2 separate regions of the Mus musculus genome follow, and region 2 is linked to region 1. A link is a contact called in public HiChIP or PLAC-seq data. All regions are on one chromosome and are shown on one strand. The core of a region is the stretch at or near the end of the contact, and the rest is flanking DNA. Distances in the headings are between cores, read along the strand shown. Region 1 has its middle 28 kb from the start of Cfl2. Region 2 holds the start of Psma6 (proteasome subunit alpha 6).

What was found. HiChIP or PLAC-seq counts read pairs in DNA pulled down with a chosen protein or histone mark.
Region 2: a contact with region 1 is called in an H3K4me3 HiChIP or PLAC-seq map of stem cell-derived neural progenitor cells, with 19 read pairs. The contact joins the promoter of Psma6 here to the enhancer-like site in region 1. A contact is called at or near these places in 3 of 39 promoter capture datasets (the C10 cell line, the HPC-7 cell line and cranial neural crest) and 5 of 115 datasets of contacts at active chromatin or transcription factors (embryonic stem cells, epiblast stem cells, extraembryonic endoderm stem cells and 2 more).

Annotation. Positions count from the first base shown.
Region 1 is chr12:54,833,561-54,836,535 of GRCm38.p6, forward strand. No RefSeq gene overlaps it. Among named protein-coding and RNA genes, the nearest start is that of Cfl2, 28 kb to the right of the region's middle. Within about 2 kb of position 1,566, at least 263 of the 459 cell types and tissues checked have an H3K27ac peak or open chromatin away from gene starts, as enhancers often do. A contact at or near this core is called in the HPC-7 cell line, pancreatic cancer cells and stem cell-derived neural progenitor cells, where this site is marked.
Region 2 is chr12:55,397,326-55,400,300 of GRCm38.p6, forward strand. It overlaps Psma6 (proteasome subunit alpha 6), which reads left to right and starts at 1,500. Exons shown (of 7, transcript NM_011968.3): 1 at 1,500-1,666. The coding sequence starts at 1,591.

The sequences.
Region 1 (2,975 bases), core at 316-2,815:
ATAACATAAGCACAGTTAACAGGGGTTGTTTTTCAAGACAGTGTTTCTCTGTGTAGCCCTGGCTGTCCTGGAACTCACTTTGTAGACCAGGCTGGCCTTGAACTCAGAAATCCGCCTGCCTCTGCCTCCTGAGTGCTGGGATTAAAGGCATGCGCCACCACGCCTGGCGTTAACAGGGTTTCTAAATCCTAAATACTCTTCTGAACTGAACTCCTGCATACATCTGTTGGTTTCTCCGTTCCTCTAGTTAACTCTACACTACTACTTGTGTTCCACTGTCATAGCCTGAGCAGCACGGTGGGGGCACAGGCACACCCCTTTACCTTCTATAACAGGGTGTGCATGGGATTATCACTTTCCCTGCAAACATCCAGAAATAGAACTTCGTTAAAAATAAGTCAGTATGTGCTTCTGATGTACCCAAGTCCACATGGAGGAGGACGGGAAGCTACTAACCACTGGGTTCCTCCCGGTGTGACTTGCTGGTGTTCTGCACACCTGGTCTCATTTCACAGCTCTGTGATGGTGTCTACTCACGGCTGGGAGACTAGAGCTGTCTGAGGGAGAGCAGCTAGTTAGAGGCACGGGCAGGGAGAAGCAATCCCAGAGATGACTGGCTCTCGTATCATCTCCCTGGAACTGGCCTGATCTATATTCAGACACTTGGCCACGATTTTCCTTAGCGCTCCCCAGGGGTGTGTCCACAGTGGGATTCATGCTTAGTGACTCCTGACTTTTCCTCTTGGAATCTGCCTTTTGTGCAAAAGCCAGTGAGATGGTAATGTTGGATTTGCATCTTCTATAGGGGCAGGGGGCTAGGAGAGGGAGACTGAACAAGGGTAGTGATGGAAGATTGGCTGTGTACACTTCTGTAAGTTAGAAATATTTTCTGGTTATTATTCATGTGTAACCTTTTTAGTAAGGAAGGGGAAAAGGGAATTTCTAGACAACTATTTGGAAATAATGTACAGCTACACTGCAGTATATATTCTATTTTCAACTACATATGCACACTCAAACTGTTATATATATTTAAGAAATTATATATGATTATATATGTATATATATTATGTTCTTTCTATATATAAATAGAAAGAACATAAAACTGAATGGGGGGGACAAGTTAGGGGAGGGATATTATGGTCAAAATAGATTCTATGGCATGTTAAAAAAAAAAAGACAATGGTGGCAAAACCCACCCCCAGTCAGCTACTCTGTCTTGTATAATTTGTTTTGAAAGAATTCATTATTAAATAAGATTTGAAGTTTAAAAAGATTTTATCTTTGATATATATACGATTAAGGATGCTTTTGAGAGGAAAGCTAGGATCAGCACTGCAGTGTGTGGGTATTTGCTGTTCTTTGTCCCTTGTACCCCACACAGAAACACAAACACAAGCTTCTCATTGTTGCCTCTAAGCAGCTGATGACTAAGGGGCTGACTAAGTCATCCTGAGTGGCTGAAACCCTGTTCCCAGTCACTTGACACCATGTAGGGAATACTATGTTGGAAATGTGCAGCTGTTCAAGCCTCCGCCCCGCCCCCACTGGAAAGCCCCGCCCTTGGGGAGCAGGAGCGGTCAATTCTTCTTTACAGGAAACGTTGCCAGTGAACAGCTCTCCCCTTAACCTACGGGGGAAGCACACGTCTCCCTTTTCCGTAACTGTAGCAAGACTGTTTTCATAATTAATTGGAGGCGAAATGCAGTGCTGGGGGTTGGTTTCTTAGCAGTGATAATCTCGCCATGATGAGTCACTTCTCTGAGGAGAAGAGCTCACTGCAGAGAACATGGCAGTGACGCTCACACACTTCTTATGCTCATGCTGCCTCTAAGCTTGAACTACAGCCCCCACACAGTGAAGGGTCTGGCTTTTGCTGTTGCTTGTTTGGTTTTGAGATAGGATCTCATGTAGCCCAGGCTGAACTCGAACGCATGATGTAACCAAAGGATGACTTTAAACTCTCGACCTGCACCGCCACAGTTGATTTCATTCAATGCTTCCCAACCTGATTAAAGTTGATAAATTGAGTGGATGTGCTGTGGTCATTTGTTCAGCAACATGTTCATTGACTGAACAGCAACATGTTTTCTTATGTTTATTTGTGTTCATGTTTGCGGGTATGCATGTGTCATGGCACATGTGTGGAAGTCAGAAGACAACTTGTGCCAGTCAGTCCTGCCTTTTATCATATGGGTTCCAGGGGTCAAACTCAGGCCATGAGGGTTGGAGGCAAGCACTCTTATCTGCTCTGCTGAGCAAATGTGCTCATGGAATTTCTTTTTTTTTTTTTTTTTTTTTTTTTTCGAGACAGGGTTTCCCTGTATAGCCCTGACTGTCCTGAAACTCACTCTGTAGACCAGGCTGGCCTCGAACTCAGAAAAAATCTGCCTGCCTCTGCCTCCCAAGTGCTGAGATTAAAGGTGTGCACCACCACGCCCGGCTGTCTTTTTTTTTTTTTTTTTTTTTTTTTTGAAGTATTAGTTTGAATTACGTGTATAGGGAGGTGTATACATGTGAGTCTTGGTGACCATGGGAGTCAGATCATCTGGAGATGGAGTTATAGGTGCTGGCTATGGGTGATAAGGACAGAACTCTGGTCCTCTGCAAGAGTAGTACATATTTTTAATCACTCCAGCTCCCTAGTTTTTAATATGTACAGAAATGTATTCTATACCGCAAGCTTCCTGCGAGTGGCCATGTGTTGCTTTCGGAGTTGGCTAACTTAGCGGTTCCATTTTGACACGGACACAGATTCTTTCCACTTGTTCCCTACCACCCTGACTGAATTGGCGTTACTCCCAGCTTGTCTCTTCGTGGGCCCCTTCTCTTCCTGATGAAGATTCTTGAATCCCTGCCCCTGGCTCCCAGCTCCAGTGCCCGCTCAGGTCTTCCTCAAAGGCGGCTTGTCTCAGGCGTGATGAGGGCCGGGGCTTGGCTCCTCAGCTGACCTCTGCTCAATCCTCCAGTTTATC
Region 2 (2,975 bases), core at 250-2,749, 560 kb after region 1:
CTACAAGGTGTGGGCTCTAAATACAAAGAGCAGGAACTGGAAGGAAAGAGATGAGGAATCCTGGTTTTGCCTATTTTGGGTAATGAAATGTCTGTTTATTCTGATGGAGGCAACTAGGGAAAATTCAGCTTCAATGGACAGTGCAGTGCAGCCCTAGATATGAGACATCTGGATTCTAAGGTACTAACAGAGGGCTTCCCCTAGCAGTCTTACAGAGAACTTCTCCGTGACTGTTCAGGCAAACTGTAGGTGTTATAGTACACTTGGCTGGGAAGACTGAGAAAAGTACGCAAAGGTCAGGAGTTAATCCTGATGTAAGGACCTGAGCTAGAACCAAGGGACAGCAGCTCTTATCAGCACACTTGGGAATTGAAGCTGGAAAGTACCGGGTGTTCCAGAGCGGCTGCTTACATGGGCTATTTTCTTAACCCGTGTTTCAATCTTGGATGTTGTACACCCTACCCCCACCCCCAGACAGCCTTCTTTTTCCTGTGTAGCCTTACTGTGTCCTGAAACTCATTCTGTAGATCTGGCTAGCCTTGAACCCAGAGATGTCTCTGCCTTCCAAGTGCTGGGATAAAAGATGTGTCCCACCACACCTGGCTTATATTTTTTTCTAAAGGAAGAAAAAAATTAGCTCGAGAAATTAAAACTTCCTTATGAAGAATCTCTTCAAATGTTTTGCTTTAAAATGGGTGCTTTTAGAGAGAACGCCACAGATCTGAATATTTCAGTATTACATCAGTAAATTGTTATAAATATTGCTGTAAACAAAACTTTTATTTAGGGAGGGGGGAATAGCTTAATAATATGCTTCGATTTTTATATTCACTAAATAGGGGCTGTGCCCTAGGGTGCACAATGTGCAGAATTTTACAGTTTGAAAAACCACCAGTTTTCCAGGAGTTGCTTCGCCGCCTTGGAATTACTCTCCGGTATCCAGCCACCAGCAACGATCTTGCTCATCATCAACTAAGACTGCTCAACCTCTCAAGTTCCCATCTCTGGGCCGCTGTCCAAAGGAAAGTCTTGCCAGACTAGAAGAAAACTTTTGTTATTTCCAGTGGCTTCTTCCACTAACCCTCTTTCAGGCCCTACATTTAAGGGTGGCTGTTGCATTCCTTTCTCCCCCAAAACGTAGGAAGAGAAGTGGCTGGTAAAATGAAGGTTAGGAAGAACAAAGCCAGACTCCGGGAAGACAGGAGAGCAAGTACAGGCGCCCAAACTGACTGCGAACGCGGTGACCATACTGTCTCCAGAGGTCACAAGTAGGCAAAGGACAACTGCAGGCACCTTGAAAACTTCCTCTTTTGGCCACTCTGATCTCCAGAACGCACTAACGGCCGGCTGCGACCCAGAGCCACCACCCGGAAGCCCGCGGACCGCAGGCCGGGCGCGCGAGGGCCCGCCTACTCAGGGGCAGTGCTTTGGGACGTCCCGTCCCCACCGGAAACACCGCCAGTCCCTCACCAGAGCGGAAGCAGCTCCGCCGGTGCTCCGGAAGCAGTAGCCATAACTTCCGGGAGGGGGCTTGGGTCCCTGGTGTGTGTGCTACGGGGTGCAGACTGTGTTTAAAATAGCAGGAACGCCATGTCCCGGGGTTCCAGCGCCGGTTTTGACCGTCACATTACTATCTTCTCTCCCGAGGGCCGACTCTACCAAGTAGGTGAGTGACTCAGGGCCTCCTGCGGGACCTCCGAATTGCTCTGTCATGCTTCGGCCTGGAGCGAGCGGACGCGGCCCGAGGATGGTTCGGGGGCTCGGAGAAGGGCCTGAGCCAGGAAAGCAGCAGGATCGAGGTCGGGCCCGCTCTCGTCTTCCCAGCCCGGTCTGCAAGCGGGCTTGGAGGCTGAAACCGAAGCGTAGTGCTCTTCAGGAGCGCCTTACTGGCCAGACACAAAGCAGTAGGGCTTTGCACTGTGATGCCCGCCTTCTGCCTTTCGGAGTCCCCCGTAGCTCAGCGATTCTCAATCTTCCTAATGCTGCGCCCCTTAAATCCAGTTCCTCGCGTTGTGATGACCCTCAGCCATAAATTTGTTTTCGTTGCTACTTCAAAACTATGTTTTTTTTGTTTTTTTGTTTTTTTACTTCAATGAACGGTAATGTTTTTTCAGATGGTCTTAGGCGACCTTGTGAGAAGGTTTTGGTACTGGGGGTCGCGACCCACATGTTGAGAAGCACTGTTTAGCATCAGTCTACCTGGAGCCTGAGTCTTCCCTTCGCTGAGAGTGGTTGGTTCTTTAACCATCCAACTTAAATGCACACACACCACACACCCTCAACCCTCCTCTGCAGTATAGATAGATGACTTGCTTTGTGGTCAACTCTATACAAGTGTGTAAAGCCCTACCAGACACTGCTGGTTCTAGAAAAGAGATCAATGTCACTCGTCCCTACTGAAGCTGACTGCTTAAAGGAAGTGACAGGAAACCAAACGAATAAAAAGAGAAGAGTTCAGTATATGCAAAGTTCACAACTGAGAAATAAAAGAACAGCAATGAACTCCTCTTGAAGTTGGCACCCCGATTTTAACCCCCACCTGTAAGAATGCTTCTATAGTTTAAAAACTGGTTCTCAGTCTAGTTGAGGCACGGTGTGTTAGTCTTTACTAAAGGAACAGCTTTAATGGACGGAAACCTGAACTTAGCATCAGTTACTCCATGTAACAATACATTTTGGTAAGTTGAAGTCGCGGCAGGGTTTGGTCTAGGATTATAGGACAGACTTTTAAGCTCTTGCCATAGAAAACTTAGTGTCAGAAGGGCGAGACATACATCTGGTCCATGATAATTTTATTTTGAAGTTTTTTATCTCAGTGTCTTGACAAGGAGAGTCATACTATCTTGGTTGGAAATCCTAGAGTTGGCCTATAAATGGAGTTCTACTCACCTATATGCTTAGATTATTGTTTGAGTTGTTGCTTTCCCTCTTTTACTCAGGGCATGAGGTAGGCGTTGCTGAGAAAAAAACTGAAA